Linked DNA regions of Mus musculus: all the other regions are linked to region 1. A link is a contact called in public Hi-C and HiChIP or PLAC-seq data. All regions are on one chromosome and are shown on one strand. The core of a region is the stretch at or near the end of the contact, and the rest is flanking DNA. Distances in the headings are between cores, read along the strand shown. Region 1 has its middle 32 kb from the start of Trib1. Region 2 overlaps Nsmce2 (NSE2/MMS21 homolog, SMC5-SMC6 complex SUMO ligase). Region 3 has its middle 22 kb from the start of Gm36819. Region 4 overlaps Nsmce2 (NSE2/MMS21 homolog, SMC5-SMC6 complex SUMO ligase). Region 5 overlaps Nsmce2 (NSE2/MMS21 homolog, SMC5-SMC6 complex SUMO ligase).

Region 1 (3,513 bases), core at 588-3,087:
GGGCCAGGTACATGCATGGCTAGCTTGGGAACAGAAGACACGGTCACAGAGCCTCAGGGCATGGAGCCCTGAAACTGAGACCTTTATAGAAAGTCAGGACTCTGACTGCTTCTCTTTTTTATTTATTTAATGTGCCTTGGTATTTTGACTGAATTCATCTATGTAAGGATGTCAGCCCCTGGAACTGGAGTAAAAGACAGTTGTGAGCTGCCATGTAGGTACTGGGAATTGAACTTGGGTCCTCTGGAAGAGTAGCCAGTGCTCCTAACCACTGAGCTATCTCCCCAGCCCCCAACTGCTTCTTAAAGGCACAATGAGAATAAGTGCACAGCTGAGGATGTGTCGAGACTGCCATTAGATGTTTTTAAAAGTCTGTTGTGGGGCTGGAGAAATGTCTTAGCAGTTAAGAGCACTGACTGCTCTTCCTGAGTTCAGATCCCAGCAACCACATGGTGGCTCACAACCATCTGTAATGGGATCCAATGCCTTCTGGTGTGTCTGAAGACAGCTACAGTGTACTCATATAAATAAAATAAATAAATATTTACAAAAAAAAATTTTTAATCTGCTGTATTTTGCCTGCACATACGTCGAGCCTCTTGCAGAGTCCAGAAGAGGAACTGGAGTTACAAGCAGGTGTGAGCTGCCATGTGGGTGCCAGGAATTGAACCCATGCCCTCTGGAAAATCAGCCACTGCTCTAAACCTCTTAGTTATCTCTCTGATTCCCATGGCACAAATATTAGACTGAAGCCCAACACTAGAAATGCAGAGACAGGTGGGTCTCTTATGATCTTATGAGTTTGAGGCCAGGCTGGTTTACACACTGAGTTCTAAGCCAGCCAGGGCTTATATAATGAACCACTGTGTCAAAAATACCAAAACAAAACAAAACAAAAAAAAAAAAAATCCCTCTTCCATGTTCCCTTATCTGTGCAGCAGCCAGAAGATGCCGCCCACATTTAGGGTCCACCTTCCCACTTCAAATAATCTAATCAAGAAAACCCTCACAGGAACACTTGGCACCTGGTCTTATTGATTCCAGACACAGTTAAGTTGAAAAACCAAGATTAGTCACCTCAAACTCTATACTTGACTTGGATACATTTTATTTATGTAAGTTCTATCATGAAAAATACTATTGCTGAGCCAGTGAGATGGTTCAGTGGGTAAAGACGCTTGTAACCAAATCCCCAGGACCCATAAAATGGAGGAAGACAATGGACTCCCACAGAGTGTTCTCTGACTTCTACGTGCGCACACACGCGCTCAAGCACACGCTCGAATAAAATGTAAATAAAACCCTCAATTAAAATAAAATTGATAATACAAATACCATAAAAATCAAAAATGGAAAAAGAAAGGCTTGGCTTGAAGATGAAAAACGGGGACAAAGTTAATTTAGAAGGCTCAGAGCAGTCACTTGATCAAGAGGAACCTCATACTGGACTCCAGGCTTCCCAGAAACCAAAGCGAAAAGAGGAAAAGAAATATGCACATCTTCCATGTCCATAAGAGTGAGAAAGGGGAAAAAAATCAGTGTTGGTAAAATAAAATCCACTCATAGAGAAAAGTTACCTTTTGAGTTTTATGTGGAACCCAGAGAAGGAAGTGACTCATTCGGCTGAAAACCAGGAAATGCTACAAAGGGAGAAAGAAAAGAAAAGGAAAAAAATAGCCCTTGCTGCTCTGGGAAGGCTGGATAAACGGGGGTGGGCTCAGCCTTGGAGTGGGAAATGCCGGCTTAACTCATTTCCTAGCCGCCCTGCAGCTCCACAGAGGCACCGCAAGAGGTCAAGGTCTCAGTAAGCAGGAAGGAGGCTGGGGCTGAGTGCCTCGGGCTGTTTCTACAGAGCCCGAGGACAGGATGGTCACTCCAGGGCAAGCCGTTCACGGTTCACCAGTGTCCATAGACCCATGCAGCCTGGGTCAAACCTCAGCTGTGTCCTGTTCCGGAATGTCCCAGAGACATCCAGCCTGTCGTTACTGGTCAGTGGGTAGGAGAGGGAAGCTGGTCCCCCAGGGCTGGCAAGAGAATCTGTAACCCAGGCAGACCAGGTTAGGATTTCTGAATCCTGGTTCCTTCGAGTCCCAATCAGCTGAGGGCTGCCCCTGCCCACAGGGTGACCTCTTCTCGAGCCGAACCGGAGGTTTCCTGGTCTTGGTGAACTGCCCACACTCGGGAATGCGCTACTCCGGAGACGGAGCCTGTGTGTCAGCTCTTTTCCCACATTCAGGGTTTACAGCTGACAGAAGTGTGTTTCAACAGGATTTGCTGAGAGAAGATGAGGCCATAATCCAGGAAACTGCCCTGATAAATCACCCATAAACTAACCCGTGTGCTAACGGAGCATTCTGGAACGTTCTTCATTTGGAACGGGAAGTGTTGGGATTTAAACAAGACTAAAGCGGAAAAGGTTGCACCAGAGGGAAGAGCAGCGATGAGCTGCTGTGAGGATACCACACCCCACATTTGCTTTTTCCTTAGTTCACAAAACCATTCCACACCTGTCCCCCAAACCCCAGGGCTCACTGGGGGGTGAGAGTCACAATGCTGTTCTCTGGCAATTCATCCTATGATGTCACATCTCATTTGATCCCAGAAGGAAAGCTCTGAGACCCGACTTCTTAGAGAGGAATTAATAGCTTTTTGCTAGAGTTCTCTTGGGGAGATCCTAGAAGCTCACTCTGACAGGGCACCAGCCCCTTTGCTCTCATCTCTGTACCCTTGCCCTTCTAATCCTTCTTGCCTGGGACAGTGGGTTTCCAAAGTGACAACAGAACTGTCCCAAGCAAGGCTCTGTCCCCAGCCTATGAACTGTAGGCTTTCCTCGTATGCTGTAGGTTAGCAGGCCTGGAACAGATTCTATAGAAGGCCTTGTTCCTTCAAGTCTGTGTTTGACACAGTGCCCTCCAGGTGGGGCCTGCAGCTCTCCAGACTGAGCAAGAAGATCAGGGTGCCCACTGTTCACCCATTGGAGTGCCAGCTCTGTCAGGGATATATTAGGTGCCAGGGAAGTTCTTAGAGATCCTCGCCATAGCTGTGCTCATATAGAACTCTGAGGTTTCCAAGAACTGTCAGTCAAGCCTCCCACAGCAACTCAAGACAGACTCTAAACTCTGTGTGGACAGGGAAACTGAGATGTAGAAAGAGCTACCGGTCACAGGGCAAACAGCAGTCAAACTAGCCAGGAGTTCGGGCTATCAGTCTGGAAAGGCAGGCAACCCTACAACCCTCCTCCACTCGTCTCCTCGACCTCTAGAGTTGTTTCCTACCCTGCTACATGGCTCAGGCTTCTAGAACAAGGCCCCAGGGCCACACCGTGAGGATTTGTGGTTCGGCTACTTACTGGTTAAACAGTCGTGGGTGGATTACTTAACTGTGTACCAAAGTTTCCTCATCTATAGCACTGATACTGGCACAAGCCATACACACGGCATGTCAGAGACAGGAGCTAGGAAGAAGTATGACCCCAAAGGCCACACCCTGTGTGCCTTACTCAGTGTTCAAATG
Region 2 (3,513 bases), core at 388-2,887, 220 kb after region 1:
TACATTTTCCTTATGTTTGGGGAACAGTAATATTTCATGTCAAATGTTATCTATACTTAACACATAATGGGCATAGTTTTTAAAATAGATTATTATTATTTTAACCCTCAGTTCTGGTTTCTAATAGGACAAATACTACAAGGCACACACACCATGTGACCTAGAACCCTGAGAGGTCTATTTTCAGTATGTTAAAGGGACACAGGATCACAAGGCATGAGAACCAGCTGCTTAGCAGGGTCAACTGTGAGTGCAGTGGAGAACACTGTCCACCAGACTCAACCACCTTCACCCCCACCTTGACCTTACCCCATTCAAGAACTACCTGACATTTCTTTAACTGAATTATGATTTGATAACTTAAATTCCCTGCAACTGTAGCTCACATGAGGAATATGGAGAAAATATTATGGTTGTTTACATAAAAGAACAACCCTTTATATACATACTTCAGTCATTTTTTATCTTTAAGACAGAGTCTTGTCATATAGCCCTGGATAGCCTGGAACTTACTATGTAGTCCAAGCTGGCCTCACGGGGCAGCGATCCTCCTGCCTCTACCTCCTGTGTGCTGGGATTATAGGTACATGTCATCATGCCTGCAGGGTTCTCACTATAGCTTTTACTTCATCAAAACAGGCAACTACAGATGAGGGACTTTGTCTGTGTGTGTTTGTGTATGTGTCTCCCTCTCACTTATATTTTCCAAATTAAAAAAAAAACCAAATATTATTACTACAAATTACAACAACTCCTTAACTCCAGAACATATTTCAAAGCGGATGGATCCATTAGCCCCTTTAATAAGTCACAGTGTACCTTGGATCTGGACACATAACCACTGCACAAGCCTGTTCCATCAGGACCGTCACAGCAGAGTGAAATCTAAAGAACAAAACCTATCAGACATGCTACAGAAGTAACTGGCAGTACTCAAAACACTAAGCTAACAATTCCATTTTGCAAGCGCCACAAAGTATCTTATATAGCACTTTAAAAGAGTATTGATATTTTGTTTGCTCTGCTATTTAAGATCAGGACCTTTTAAAATAACATTTCAGGGGAAATTAAAGGGAAACTTCTGTTATTCCCAGTGTTGCAACGCATGGGGAACTCTTACATAAGGAAGTGTTCTTTTCAATATAAATTTACTTGTCATTAGATTTAACTATCCAAATGATGTATATGGCTGGACTTGGGGAAGCACATCTCTCTTCTCTCTCCTCTCTCTTTCTCTTTCCCCATATTAAAAAAGTAATAATCACAATTTAAACATTAATTTGGTTGCATTATATGCTTCTGATTAGAAATTTCCCCAAGACCATTTATTCTAAAATTCCCTATAATTTCTTTTATGGAACAATAACTTTGTGAATAAGTAACAAAGGAGGAAGAAACATACTTTTTATATATTTATTCCTCGGTTTTATTATAAAATATCTTTAAAATAAGAGGTGAGGCATTAGGTCTGTCATAATGTGTAAGACTGAATTCAAGGGCACTAAAGTTACAAACATGTCTGCTATGGCAGACATAAAACCTGAAAGCCCCACTTTCTCTCTTCTGGGGATTCTGCTCTACTGGGGAACTGCATAAAATTATTTGAGAAAGATTGTGATAGTGACAATGCTCAATCAAGAACCAAATCGAGGGAAACTGCTTACTGTTTAGATCTACAGAACAGCAATAGTCTCATCAGGATTGCAAAACATTCTAAATTGTGAAACTTAAGTTATTTGTAAAATAGACAAAAGTGAAGCAGCTTCCTCAGTCATTTTTGAGATCTCAGCACCAATTTAAAGAAATACTTTACTTAAAAGAAGGCCAACTTCAGCCGGGCATGGTGGCGCACGCCTTTGATCCCAGCACTTGGGAGGCAGAGGCAGGCGGATTAGAGGCCAGCCTTGTCTGCACAGTGAGTTCCAGGACAGCAAGGGCTACACAGAGAAAACCCTGTCTCAAAAAACCTAAAAAAAAAAAAAAAAAAAAAAAAAAACCCACAAAAAAACAAAACCAAAAAAACCAAAAGAAAGCCAACTTCAAAACATGAATCTCTACACTAAGTACATAGAAAGACACAAAATGAATTTACATCACATAACATCCTGCTCTGTCAGTGTACACATAAGTGTGAAAGAAGGCTAACGTTTGAAAGGGAAAAAAGTCATTCACTTTCCTCTTCAATTCTTTAAGGAACAATCGTGTCTCAATCCTAAAACAAATAAAACAAACAAACAAACAAATCCCTATACAACTAAACAGCTGCCTAGACAAGAAAAAAAAAGATCTAACTCACTAACATTGCTCTGAGGACCACATGGAGAAGGTTTACTACTTCTGGTACTGTGTGTGTGTGTGTGTGTGTGTGTGTGTGTGTGTGTGTGTGTGTGTGTGTCTGTCTGTCTATCTGTCTGTCTGTCCGTCCGTCCGTGTCTGTGTGTGTACACAGTGGATTATTTTCCTCACTGTGGAGAAGATATATTATTTCTGGTACACTCTGTAAGGTAGGGGTGTGCGTATGTAAAATGAATTATTTTCCTCACTCTCATTTTCAAGTCAAAACCCTAACTGTTAACAAGCATTTAAGCCAATTTTAAAATCACATGGAACTTATAGTACCCAGGGTACAGTATCAGAGGGACTTTTAAGCATTTGGGAGGAATCCCCGAGGAAACCTCACCAACGCTGCCCCACAGCAGCAAATGGGAACAAATGTACTTCAGAGCTTGGCACAGCAGTTTACGTTTTGAAAGAATTACCATTGTTATCTTAATAAAATGGTTTTTAGTTTTATTTTGTTTTCCCAAGTCCCCTCCCCAGCAGTGAGACACTTTGTGGAAACTGTTGGCTTCAGAAATAGACAGGCAATTGGAATCAGTATTAGACAAACACGAAACTGCAACAAGACAAGCCATTCAGGCAGAGGATGGAGCAAGCAGAGAAGCGGACACTGCTCACAGGTCAGGCCCCTCATCTCAAGAAGCCAGAGCGAAGCGGCTGACTTACATTGCTTCTTCAGCTCCCTCAGCTGTTGCTTGAACTGCACGAACTTTTCATTCTCTTTAAAGTCGGCATCAGAGTTCTTATCCTGTAAAGCCAAAAATTTCTTCTCTACCAGTAATTTTAAATCTGGTACTTTTTCTGGACGTTCTTCTTTTACCTAAGAAAGACCATAAATTCATGTTCGTTAGAGATAATGAGTATCAACAAGGGCTATACAACTGTCTTAATCTCATTTAATTCAAAAGACAGTATGAGAGAGAACAGATCCTCTCACGAGACTACTCAGAAAAAGTGACAGGCTCGCCCACCCTGCCTTCCTGCTCTACACAGCCTGTCACTAAGTCCATGAACTTGTTAAACCCTGCAGAAGAGGCGACTGGCCCAGACCTGGCCTTCACCCCTCTTCTTTCACCTGGATCTGCTCAGCCCATCTCTACATGCAATAGTGTTTATTCCATCTTCAGTTCAGCATCCTCTTGCAGCCCTTGATCTGTGGGTGACAGTGATCCC
Region 3 (3,513 bases), core at 582-3,081, 160 kb before region 1:
GCCATAGTCTCTGAAAAGCCATAGTGACTGAAGAGGCAGTGGCAGGAAGATTTTTTTAATTCTAGAATTTGAGACCAGCCTGGGCAACTTACAATGACTCCACCCTTTTTAAAAGGTGAGTCTACTAATTGTAAATCTTTTAATGCTAAAGGCTGATTCACTGAAAAGCAGAGAGGTTATGCAGCTTGCCCAAGTTCTCTTGCAAGCAAGAGACAGAGTCATGGTCCATACCCCATCTTGCTGCTGCTGATGCAGAGCTTGGCTAGAGACAGAAGGAGATCCAGTAAATAGAAAGGAAGAAAGCTCTAAAGAGAGAAGAGGAAGCCTTAGCAGCACCCCATCATGGTCAAAGGCAAGACAAGATGCCTGCTACCATCAGCACTGACACTGACATTGAACATGAAGCAGACGAAGAAGCAGACAGGGAAGAAAAAAAAAAACAAAACAGATTGGAAAAGGACTCTCTGGGAGGCACCCACGGATTCTGAACCTCTAAGGGAAGACCTCTTTCCTCTGTAGACTGGTCAGTTAGCCCAGCCTGCTGCCACTCAGGAATCAGACATCATGAGTCTCGGTTGCCGCCCCACCTCATGCAGCTGAGCAAACTTGAGCAAGCATGTCTCCTTGGAACCCCTATATCCTTAGATCTCTCAGCAGCAATGGTTCCTTGGTAGGTTGTCTGAGCCGTATATGAAGGTAGCAAGCGAGACAACAATGAGATGGAGTCATTCTGAGCCCTGATTCTGGAACTAGCCAGTTGGTCCCCCATTCCTATGACACATTAGTTATAGGTCATAAGTGATACACCTTGCATCTCTGTGCTTCAATCTCCCATCAGGTAGGGATGATGGTACCAATCTTCTAAGGCCAGCAAGATGGTTAGAGTGAGCCAATACTCATAAATTACTTTGAGCAGCAGCTTGCAGAACAGTACAATAGAAACAGGTGTCAAATTAAGATCTAAATGATGAAACGGAGCATGCCAGTACACAGGAGCAATCCCAGCAGTGAGGGGAGCAAGAGCATCATGAGTTTGAAGCCATACTAAGCTATATAACAAGACCCTGTCATTTATTATAAATATATGTATGTATATGTATACATACATACATACATACATACATACATACATACATACATATTGGCTCCTGAATCAACAAACAAAGGCTAATGTTCTTAAGGAAGGGCTCTCAGATATGTCCTCTGGCTTACACATACACACACACACACACACACACACACACACACACACTCATACACACATACACACAAAATAAATAGGAAATGAAGCAAGAGACCAAAGTTCATAATATACATATAGAAGAGTGTTGTGGTAACATTGATTATTTGATTTAATTGTGTTATACAATATGTGCTAATTTTTAAAAGGGAAACATTAACAGGAAGTTGTACCTGTGGGAGAAAAGGTTTTTTTCTCTCCTCCTCACAGGACAGGAATTACAACTGATTCAGAATTTTGTTTAAGAAGGAAACCCAGACTCTGAAGGCATCATAATTTGCAGAGGTGGTTTGGCAAGAGAAAAAGGTTGGATTTTCTGCTCAACTCTAAGTCTTTGCCCAGTTTCCTCCCATGTCTGGGCAGGTGGACCGAGAGAGTAGGACCCTGAGGGCTCCTCCATTTGGCCATCAGAGTGCCATCTGTTGGTGATGACCTGCTCTAACACCGTGTGCCTCAGTGAGGGACAAGCTCATGTCAACCTCTGGCCCAGAGCAGGTATTGAGTAAGCCCTTCCTGTCTCCATGTGCCTCCCCTTGGAAGATTCGGATTATTCCGGACCTAGAAGCAGGCTTCCTCAGGCCATGGCCACATGCCTAGATGACTCACACCTAATTCCTGTAACACTGATCTTCAGGGCTCCAGCTTGGGCCAGCTGATCTCTGAATCCTTTCATTCCTCCTGACAAATATTATTAAGAATAACACGGAACACCAGGGATGTCTCAGGCACTCGGCTGCTAGGCACCAGGAACACAGCCATGAACTAATATGGGAAGGAGATTAACAACTAGAACATAACAAGTCCTGTTAGGTGGGATCACCGGGGAGACATTCCAGCCCAGTGCAGGGCAGGGACATGAGGAAGGAACAATTGCACAACATCTGCTATGTGGTAAGCACAGACCCATTCATTCCCTTTTTGCTAACATACTCAACCATTCTGTAAGGTAGGTGACGAATCCTCAACTTACCGTCATGGTCAACGAAGAGCAGACAGACTCAGAAACTAGCCTAAAGTCACACAGCCAGGACATAGTTCAATCAGTGCACACAGTGGGATTCCAGAACTCATGCTGTCTGCCATCATTCAGCCTCCACAGTGGGCTACAGTGTCACTTGCCTGGTACCCCAACACTTTTCTCTTTAACATTCTAATTCTTTCAAGTCTAGAAAAGAGTGAGTTACCACCTAGACTACCAATGCCGTATTCATATCGAGAACCAGGAATGAATCTCATTCTCCAGGGAACGGTTGTTTCAAGGTCATTGATATCTGTAGAATGATCCTTATGGGTGATAGTTTGAATGTGCAGGTATAACTTACAATATGACTAGATTCATTTAAGTCCAGTTCAATGAACTGAGGCCAAACATGATCCGATCTTGCACCAGACGCTACATCCCATCTCTATCCTGACTCTGGACTTAAGTAAGCTCTCAAGATCCAGTTTCAGAGACAAGAAGTAATCTCGTCTCAATGCAGAGTGCTGACCCATATACAATCACAGTGCATCATTTGGGGGAAACCTCCCAAGAAGGGGCAGAAATATCATAAGAGCCAGAGAACCAGGACACTCAGTGTTAGATAGTATCATCTAGACATGACAGGAAAGCTACACCCATGAAATCTCAATATGGTTGTCTAATCAAGACTTGCATAATAACAACTCCAGTTGATGTGCCAAGGTAGATGGGAAAATTTCACAAAGTTCCATGCCTAGACAAAGAGCTACAGATGATCATTGGGGGACTTCAAGAACCAGCTTTCTCCAAGAACAGTGACCCCTGATAGGTTGTCTAATCCCAAGTGGTCAGCCTGTGCATACAAAACAACACTAAACAGACTCTGGAAGCTGTGCCTGTGTTATGTATACATACATTCTTTCTGTCCCCTCTTCTGGAGTGTGCCATGTACCTTGGGGATATCCCATCTATAGCTGACTATTAATTACTGTTATTATTTTTTTATTGTTGCTTATTCTCAGCACTTGAATAGCAATCCATGCCTGTAGTAACCACTACCAACTACTGTAAGAAGTTTCTCTGACAAAGGTTGGAGGATGGAGAGGGGTTCTGTGAAGTGCTGTCTTCTGGTCATGGCAAGTGTGCTTCATACACAAACTCAACAGTAGCTTACATGGGTTCAGAAATCAGTTAAATATCCCAGTATGGTTGGGGGAGGGTCTCCCAAGGCCCCAGCCCTGACTGATGAGCTGTTGGAAGTTGATGACTGCTGGAAGGAGGAAGTGTACCTTTGCCTTGAGAGAGGGTCACT
Region 4 (3,513 bases), core at 438-2,937, 160 kb after region 1:
CACCATCACCATGTGTTAACTCAGAGCTGGGGGCGGGGGGGGGGGGGTTACACAAACAGTTCTCAGCTATGTGTCCGTCAACAAATCATCAACAACTACTCGATGAGAACAGAAAGGTGGTTTCTGCCCTTGGGGAACTTATTCTGAGATAGGAAATAAGAAGTGACAAACGACTGGGTGTGGTAGCTCATACCTGTAAAACTCATCACTTAGGGGACCGAGCCAGGATTGGCTTGATTTCCAGGCCAGCCTGGGCTACACAGTGAGACTTTCTCAACAAAACCAAACCAAAACAGAGACAAATCACACCAACAAACATGGTCCCTGTTCCAAGATCACTAACTTATGAACGGGGCCCCATGACTGGACTCAGGTTACCAAACCACCCGGCTCCTACGAGGTGACTTTCACAAGGACAAATACTTTCATGGCTGACAAAAGATCACTTTAGTCAAAGAGGGAGAAGTGTTAGAATTGTAGAATGTCCCTAGCCAAGCAAGCTCTCTACTGAAATGGCAGGTGAGCACGGGAAGCAGCCAGAGCTGTGCTCGTGTACACTGATTTCCTGACAAGGTTGGATGACACACTAGACTATTTTTAAAAATTATATGCTAGGATTTCAATCTGACTAGTGATTCAACTCAACTTCAAAAAAGAAGGAAGCTCACAGCAGTCTTTCTGTCTTGCTAAGCTTCTGCTGTTCCTGTCAGTCAGTCAGCGCCCAAATCCCAGACCTTTGCATTTGATGCAAATGTAGGCAGTCCTGACATGACTTACTCCTGGCCAGAGACTGCATTCTCTCTCTTAATAAAATGTGTGTACACAACAGACCTCACTATACATTTATTTCAGAGAAGACCTACGATGGTCCCCGAACGCTTCAGTAATGAGACCTTTCCATAAGAAAGCTACTTTTCTAACATCAGCATGGAGAAAGTTAAGGTTCCTGCGGCCCACCAGCCATGTGCTTGCACAGGGGAAAACCCAAGCCTTGAACTATCTCAGAGCTCCATCTGTTCTAACCGCCTCAAGCTACGGCTCAGCTCCCAGGTGCACCGAACCACATCTATCAAAATATTTACCCCTAAAATAACTTTGTAATAAGAGCGGAATGTCCTTTTTGATGATTTCCTTTGAAAAATACATACGTATTTAACCGGCAACTCCAAACTTTCAGAGAGGGCAGATTCCATGAATCTACGTAATAAAAGCCTCCCTTCACACTGTTATAGTTGCTCTACTATGAAGATTTACAAGCACAGAGCTTTATATGGCTTACATTTCCACATTTGTCTGTTTTGACTCTTGGCCTCCATATGATGGCAAGGATAGAGTGAGCCTTTAACAGAAATGCCACACTAAGGCTACAAGCTGCCAGTGAAAGCTACAAGATCTCTTGGCAATTTTTGGACAGGTTCAGGTGAATTTCAGCATCTGGGACTGGCATGTGTATTACAGATGGAAAAAGCAAAACAATACCCAAAGAAAGAGAAAAGCGGTCCTCCCAATTGAAGCAAAATCATACCAAAATCTACCCACCTCCCAGCCTCGGCCCAGCACTGAGGAAATACCTCTGCCATACTGTCAAAGCATAATCAGTTCCTAAAACAATGGCTCAGCGTTTGAGTCACCCAGAGCGTGAAGGGCAAGTGAAAGGTCAGTTCCGGCATGCTCCCACAAAGCAAACACGGAGCTTGAGCCAGCACCAGCCAGGCCTTGGCATGGCAACCACAGGGCTCGCTCACTTCAGCAACCCATGGGTTCTGCCCTCAGGCTTCTCCAGACCCCCCCCCCCCCCCACACACACACACACACTTCCTCTCCTCCAAAGGAACCAGGGAAAGCTGAGAAGCAAACCTGAGAGGAGGGCCAGGCCTGCTCAGAAGCAGCCCTCCATGCCACTGGAGAACCCAAAGATGGTGCAGTGCCTCCAGAACCAGTGGTCCTAGCTCCCAGAAGCTTCTGGAATTCCTTATGAGTACTTACTAGAACACCTTTCTTTCTCCCCGCCAGTCATTTCACTATAATCAACTAAAATCTGCACATGGTGGACACTGACAATGGATTTTTAAAGATCCCAAGTATGCTTATTATTTTAGATTCTCTGCCACTGACATTATATTTAACATCAAAAGTTGTACTAAAAAGTCAATTAAAATAATTTTCTAGCCAAAAATTTTTCAAAGAATTTTTGCGGATTTTTTGTCTTGGAACTCTTGGTCTTGGAACTCTCGGTGGCTGGCTATTCTTTTAATTTACAGTCTGCAGAGATGTCTTAGTAAGCACATGCGAGTTAAGCACTTAAAGAAGATGACAAAATCTTTGTTTATATGCAAACATATGTATGTATTTATCTGCAAACACACATTTAAACCTGTGATTGCTTTTGAGGTCTTTACAAAGAGGCTTCTCAGTTAGTCACCATATTCGTCATATCTAAGGACTACCAGTGCTTGACTGGAAGAGGCAGACAGGCTACTGGAGAAGGGGAGGCCCTCTGCAGGGAACAACAGAAAGATGCAAGTGAGATCTGAAGAACAGCCTAGTGATGAAGACGTTACCAGACTCATGTCCCAGAGCCTCCAACTCAGCAGACGGGAAATGGTCACTACGCAACAATCCCTTATGTATGTCCAACAAGGGTCACATAAAAGAAGAAACACTTCCACCCACCTGAGGAACTCATAACTTGTCTGAGGTTATAGAGCTAAGACTGGCATATGGAGTGTGAGACAGAAAGTGAAAACTGTCAAAGACCCCACATACCAGAAGCCCTCATGTAAGCAGTGGCAAGGAGGAGGGCGTAATGCACCTGGCACAGGAGCCACGCACAATGTCATTTCTGTAGAGACGCCCATGAGTGAACAGTGCCATGGAAGGCTAGGGGCATACTAAGGCTTTTCAGAAGTGACGGCATCGAGCAGGCTTGTGAAAGACAGGAAGTTCTTCCCCCTACAAGCAGAGTGACTTCTATGAGTTTTCTCTGCACATACGTATCAGGGATGACAGCACTAACTTCACTGGGCTTCTAGGGATGAGAAGAAAATAGACGCTGATGAATATACACAATGAAACCTTAAAAAGGAAATGCGTACATGCACATAGAACAGCAGCAGGGTCCAATCTACTCTCCTTTGTCTTTTGGCTTCTTCTCTGTTCAAATGTTCGTGGGCTTTCCACCATGGCAGACACTGTACCAGGCACTGTGTACATCATCAGGGAAAATACATGAAACATCGTTGTGTGCTCTTATCTAAGTGATATTCTGTAGCCAGAGATAGGAGGACAGCGGAGTGGGCAGAAGATGCAGTGTGACCAAAAGTAAAGCAAGAAGTAGGGCCTCAAAACAACCAGTCCTTTGCTCTGCAGAAGCAAGCGAGAAGGGGACTTGCCATCAGAGGGACTCATGGAAGGCCGCCAGGGAACAGGAAACGGGCTCAGCAACAGTATGGCAGAAGAGAAGATCTGAACGAGTTTAGTTTTGCTCCGCTGGTAAGGGCTCCCTGGAAGACT
Region 5 (3,513 bases), core at 269-2,768, 130 kb after region 1:
GCTTGGGTTTTAAGTAAAACAATTAATTAAATGAGCTAACGGGATTTCTTTCTCTCTGGTGTCTGATCCCACGCAGCACTTGAGGACAGTTGTTTCCTTAGCTGGCAATGACTCGGCAGAGGAAAGGGATTGCCGCTTTTGCTGCTGCTGCTGCGGCTGCTGCTGCTGGGAATCAGATCCAAGTCCTCTGCCAGGGGCAAAACCAAATGCCTCAGTGGTCCCCAGAGCACACCTTTGCCCATTACACAACGGCAGCAAGGAGGAAGCAAGCAGGCAGCTGACTAGACTTCCAGCTACTCTGTCAGAATCAATCTAGTTTCCACTGCAGGGATTAATCTAACATGCTGAGAGACGGCGCGGGCTTTCCCCTTTAGCCAATATGAAGCCATCACTAAGCCATACTCTTTACTTTTATTTATTTATTTTTATTTTTTATTTTTTAATGGTTTTTCGAGACAGGGTTTCTCTGTATAGCCCTGGCTGGTCTGGAACTCACTTTGTAGACCAGGCTGGCTTCGAACTCAGAAATCCACCTGCCTCTGCCTCCCAAGTGCTGGGATTAAATGCGTGCACCACCACACCCGGCTTTTACTTTTATTATAAGTGATTACACATAAGGCATTGCATAAACATGCTTGGTTAGTGGTTACATTGCAATCCAGCAGTAGTATGATGCAGATATTCAGTGTCTTAATAATTGAACTGGAAAATTATAAAAGTGGGCTTCAGGAGGAGGCCAAAGTGAACTACAGTGACTCATCGCCAGGGCCATCCTGACCTGAGCCTTCACTGAGATGTGCTCTTGACAAGAGAATGGTGCAGAGAATGACAAGATGTTTCCCTTCACAGGGTTCCACTAGTGAGGAGCCACAAAGAGCAGAAAACTAAGATACCAGCCGATCTTCTTTTGGAAACTGTGCTGAGATCAGAATGCACAAGCATACTTGCGATGTACCTACCAGTCACTGCTCTCGCTTACTGGCCACTCCTCCAGCTCCAGGCACTGCTCCAGATTATTCCTTTTATCCCCCGTGAACATCTTATAATGTCCCAATTCTCATGTCAGGGATGAAAAGACCAAGGAGCGGAAAAGGTTACATAACTTGCCGCCTCTCACGGTTGGTGGGCTGGAAAGGAACTCCCTGCTCTCCGACTGCACTCTGAGTGACGCATCGTCTCTACTTGACATTTTGGGGCTCTGTCCCAAGTACTCTGTAGGGTCCTAACAAAATGGTTCACATATTTTCCTGATGTTTCACACAGCTAATTACACAACCAATTAGTTTCCCAACCAAAAGATAGCATCTACGGTTTCTGCCTCTACTTCAGTCTGCTTAAGTTCATGGTAGAGATGAAAATGAAATCGGCCCCCAGCCTACATGTTTATCATCTTTTGGAGGTTCTCACAGGACAGATTTCCTGCTTAAAAACCTTTTAGCCAGACTGCTGCTTCTTGTTTTGACAGTCCAATCTTATTAGATCATGTTCTAGCACAATGCGGGCCTTGCTCAATACTCTGAAATTTCAGACCTACCAAAGCTATGAGCAACTTTTTGATTGAGAAGTCCACGACCTCATGTGAAACCAGAGTCATGGGAATTGGAAGAAATGCACAAAACCCCTGCGATGGTAAAGTGAAATATGACAACGGTGGAGTGACGTGACCCACAGTTCCAGGAGACATGCTTCCTCACGGTCATGACTACATGACAGCGTCTCTAAGGACTCCATGTGCTGGCCTGCTTTCAGCAGTGTTCAAATCGCCCTCACGTGGTTGGCAGGTGGCCAGAGAATAATGAGGTGGTAGGAAAAGGGCAGATTTTGCCAACGGAGGTTAGGTAGTCTAAATGGAACCAAGAGAGGGGCTGGCCATACAACGGGTGAGAAAAGGGTGTGTAAGGGGTGGGGGCAAACGGCTTACTGATGCAGTGATTTGCAAAGACTTGTTCACATTACCTCTGTACTATGGACTCATGACTCAGTTTTCAAGCCAGTGGAAGCCAAACAGGTATCTCGTTTCCCCTCTGCAGCTCCACACTCCCTTCCCCACAGACAGCCTAGCTTCAAACCTATGAGCAGCCAAAAGGGGACAACTAAGGATATGTTTAGCATGTACACTGCTGGGAACCATGGGGCAGAGGGAGAAGAGCTGTGACACAGAAACACCAGCAGGTAGGGATCGTCTTCAACTGTGTGACTTTACAAGAGGATTGATCAAAGAATGCTGCCCTTAGGAATTATATCTTAAAGCACACTGTAGGCCTGAGACTCAGTATTTGGCAACTTGTTAAAATTAGGTCAGGAGTGTGATGAGGAGAATTTGTACTTTTCACTTTTATTGTAGAGAAAATGGCACAGGACTCTGTAGGAACACTGTTAAACCTGCATCCAGGAAGTAGGCCAGGCTGAAGCTACGTCAAGGTAGAAGGGTCAATGAGGGACCTCCATGTCACTGAGGCAGACAGCCTCTACACGGCAGCCTGTGCTGTCAGAGACAGTACTAAAAGAAGCTGGAAATGCTGATTCTGATGGGAACCCTTCTAACTGGTGTATGTTGCAACCGAAGATACATGTGTATACAACTCCCCTGGCCAACCCAAACACATCTGTGGCTGGAACCAGCACACTGAGAGCTGGTGTCTGACCTTGGTGACCACAGTGATGACTCTTAACCCTTACAGCACAGAGAGGAAACAAGCGCTGGCTTGTCTTCCATAAAGTCACTTACACCGCTGCCTGGTCAAAAGACTCTTTGTAAGTCCAGCCTGTGGGACCTGCAGAGAGGTCCAAGAAGGCCATGGGCCTCCTTCACTAACAATGCCAAGCCTGTCGCTGTTGAGAGAGGGAGGTATTCTGAGGTCTTTGGGAGAATTTAGAAAGGTGTCAGTCAGGAAGATGAGGTGTTTGGTGGCTTCATACTGAGTTATGACCACCTGCTCTGAGCTCTCTAACTGCTTATTTAAAACTGCAGGGTTTGTTTCTTGTTGCCATGAGTGCCAAAGGAGCCCAACAGACATGTCATATAGGGCTGTCAACTGGCAGCTCAAAAGGTCTCCTGGAAAATTTCATTCGGCTACAAAGAGAAGACTGCATCCCCCTATGATCAGACACTTTAGCATCCAAGTCTGGATGCTTGCTTGCCCACTGTGCCTATGATAAACCAGACATTTTTCTACGTCGTGCTTCCAAAGCCCTATCTCCTGGCTGTCAGACTTCTTTTTCTTTTTTAAAGTCATTTTCATTTATGCGTATGTATCTGTCTGAATGTATTCAGATGCCTGTAGAGGCCAGAAAAGGGTGTCAGATGCCCCAGAGTTGCAGTTACAGACCATCTGATATCAGTGCTGGAAACTGAACTCAGCTTTGCAAGAGCAGCAAGAGTGCTTTTAACTGCTGAGCTATCGCTTCAGTCCCCAAGAGTGGCAGGCTTTGAAATCGACCATACTGTGTGGTGTGGGACAAGAAGGTGCTGTGTGTCTCTAATGCACAAGCGTGTGTGTGTGTGTGAGTGTG

Evidence for each region. Hi-C and Micro-C count contacts between places; a contact is called where the count stands out from the background. HiChIP or PLAC-seq counts read pairs in DNA pulled down with a chosen protein or histone mark.
Region 2: a contact with region 1 is called in an H3K4me3 HiChIP or PLAC-seq map of bone marrow-derived macrophages, with 5 times the contacts expected there. The contact joins two enhancer-like sites. A contact is called at or near these places in 1 of 484 Hi-C or Micro-C datasets (embryonic stem cells), 2 of 115 datasets of contacts at active chromatin or transcription factors (bone marrow-derived macrophages and pancreatic cancer cells) and 1 of 9 other capture datasets (embryonic stem cells).
Region 3: an H3K27ac HiChIP or PLAC-seq map of embryonic fibroblasts shows a contact between it and region 1, with 3 times the contacts expected there. The contact joins two enhancer-like sites. A contact is called at or near these places in 1 of 15 datasets of contacts at CTCF or cohesin (the NIH/3T3 cell line), 16 of 484 Hi-C or Micro-C datasets (the AML12 cell line, the MC3T3-E1 cell line, bone marrow-derived macrophages and 10 more) and 6 of 115 datasets of contacts at active chromatin or transcription factors (double positive thymocytes, embryonic fibroblasts, embryonic stem cells and 3 more).
Region 4: an HNF4G HiChIP or PLAC-seq map of pancreatic cancer cells shows a contact between it and region 1. The contact joins two enhancer-like sites. A contact is called at or near these places in 3 of 115 datasets of contacts at active chromatin or transcription factors (CD8 T cells, embryonic stem cells and pancreatic cancer cells).
Region 5: a Hi-C map of uterus shows a contact between it and region 1, with 2.8 times the contacts expected there. The contact joins two enhancer-like sites. A contact is called at or near these places in 3 of 484 Hi-C or Micro-C datasets (embryonic stem cells, liver and uterus), 2 of 115 datasets of contacts at active chromatin or transcription factors (CD8 T cells and pancreatic cancer cells) and 1 of 9 other capture datasets (embryonic stem cells).

Annotation. Positions count from the first base shown.
Region 1 is chr15:59,679,150-59,682,662 of GRCm38.p6, reverse strand. No RefSeq gene overlaps it. Among named protein-coding and RNA genes, the nearest start is that of Trib1, 32 kb to the right of the region's middle. Within about 2 kb of position 1,837, at least 192 of the 459 cell types and tissues checked have an H3K27ac peak or open chromatin away from gene starts, as enhancers often do. A contact at or near this core is called in CD8 T cells, the NIH/3T3 cell line, bone marrow-derived macrophages and 5 more, where this site is marked.
Region 2 is chr15:59,454,960-59,458,472 of GRCm38.p6, reverse strand. Nsmce2 (NSE2/MMS21 homolog, SMC5-SMC6 complex SUMO ligase) reads right to left here. Exons shown (of 7, transcript NM_026746.3): 4 at 3,007-3,160. Among named protein-coding and RNA genes, the nearest start is that of Nsmce2, 83 kb to the right of the region's middle. Within about 2 kb of position 1,637, at least 11 of the 459 cell types and tissues checked have an H3K27ac peak or open chromatin away from gene starts, as enhancers often do. A contact at or near this core is called in bone marrow-derived macrophages, where this site is marked.
Region 3 is chr15:59,843,834-59,847,346 of GRCm38.p6, reverse strand. No RefSeq gene overlaps it. Among named protein-coding and RNA genes, the nearest start is that of Gm36819, 22 kb to the right of the region's middle. Within about 2 kb of position 1,831, at least 69 of the 459 cell types and tissues checked have an H3K27ac peak or open chromatin away from gene starts, as enhancers often do. A contact at or near this core is called in the NIH/3T3 cell line, bone marrow-derived macrophages, embryonic fibroblasts and 3 more, where this site is marked.
Region 4 is chr15:59,522,370-59,525,882 of GRCm38.p6, reverse strand. The region is part of intron 4 of Nsmce2 (NSE2/MMS21 homolog, SMC5-SMC6 complex SUMO ligase); the gene reads right to left. Among named protein-coding and RNA genes, the nearest start is that of Gm36677, 94 kb to the left of the region's middle. Within about 2 kb of position 1,687, at least 149 of the 459 cell types and tissues checked have an H3K27ac peak or open chromatin away from gene starts, as enhancers often do. A contact at or near this core is called in CD8 T cells and pancreatic cancer cells, where this site is marked.
Region 5 is chr15:59,548,241-59,551,753 of GRCm38.p6, reverse strand. All of the region lies in intron 4 of Nsmce2 (NSE2/MMS21 homolog, SMC5-SMC6 complex SUMO ligase), which reads right to left. Among named protein-coding and RNA genes, the nearest start is that of Gm36677, 68 kb to the left of the region's middle. Within about 2 kb of position 1,518, at least 98 of the 459 cell types and tissues checked have an H3K27ac peak or open chromatin away from gene starts, as enhancers often do. A contact at or near this core is called in liver, pancreatic cancer cells and uterus, where this site is marked.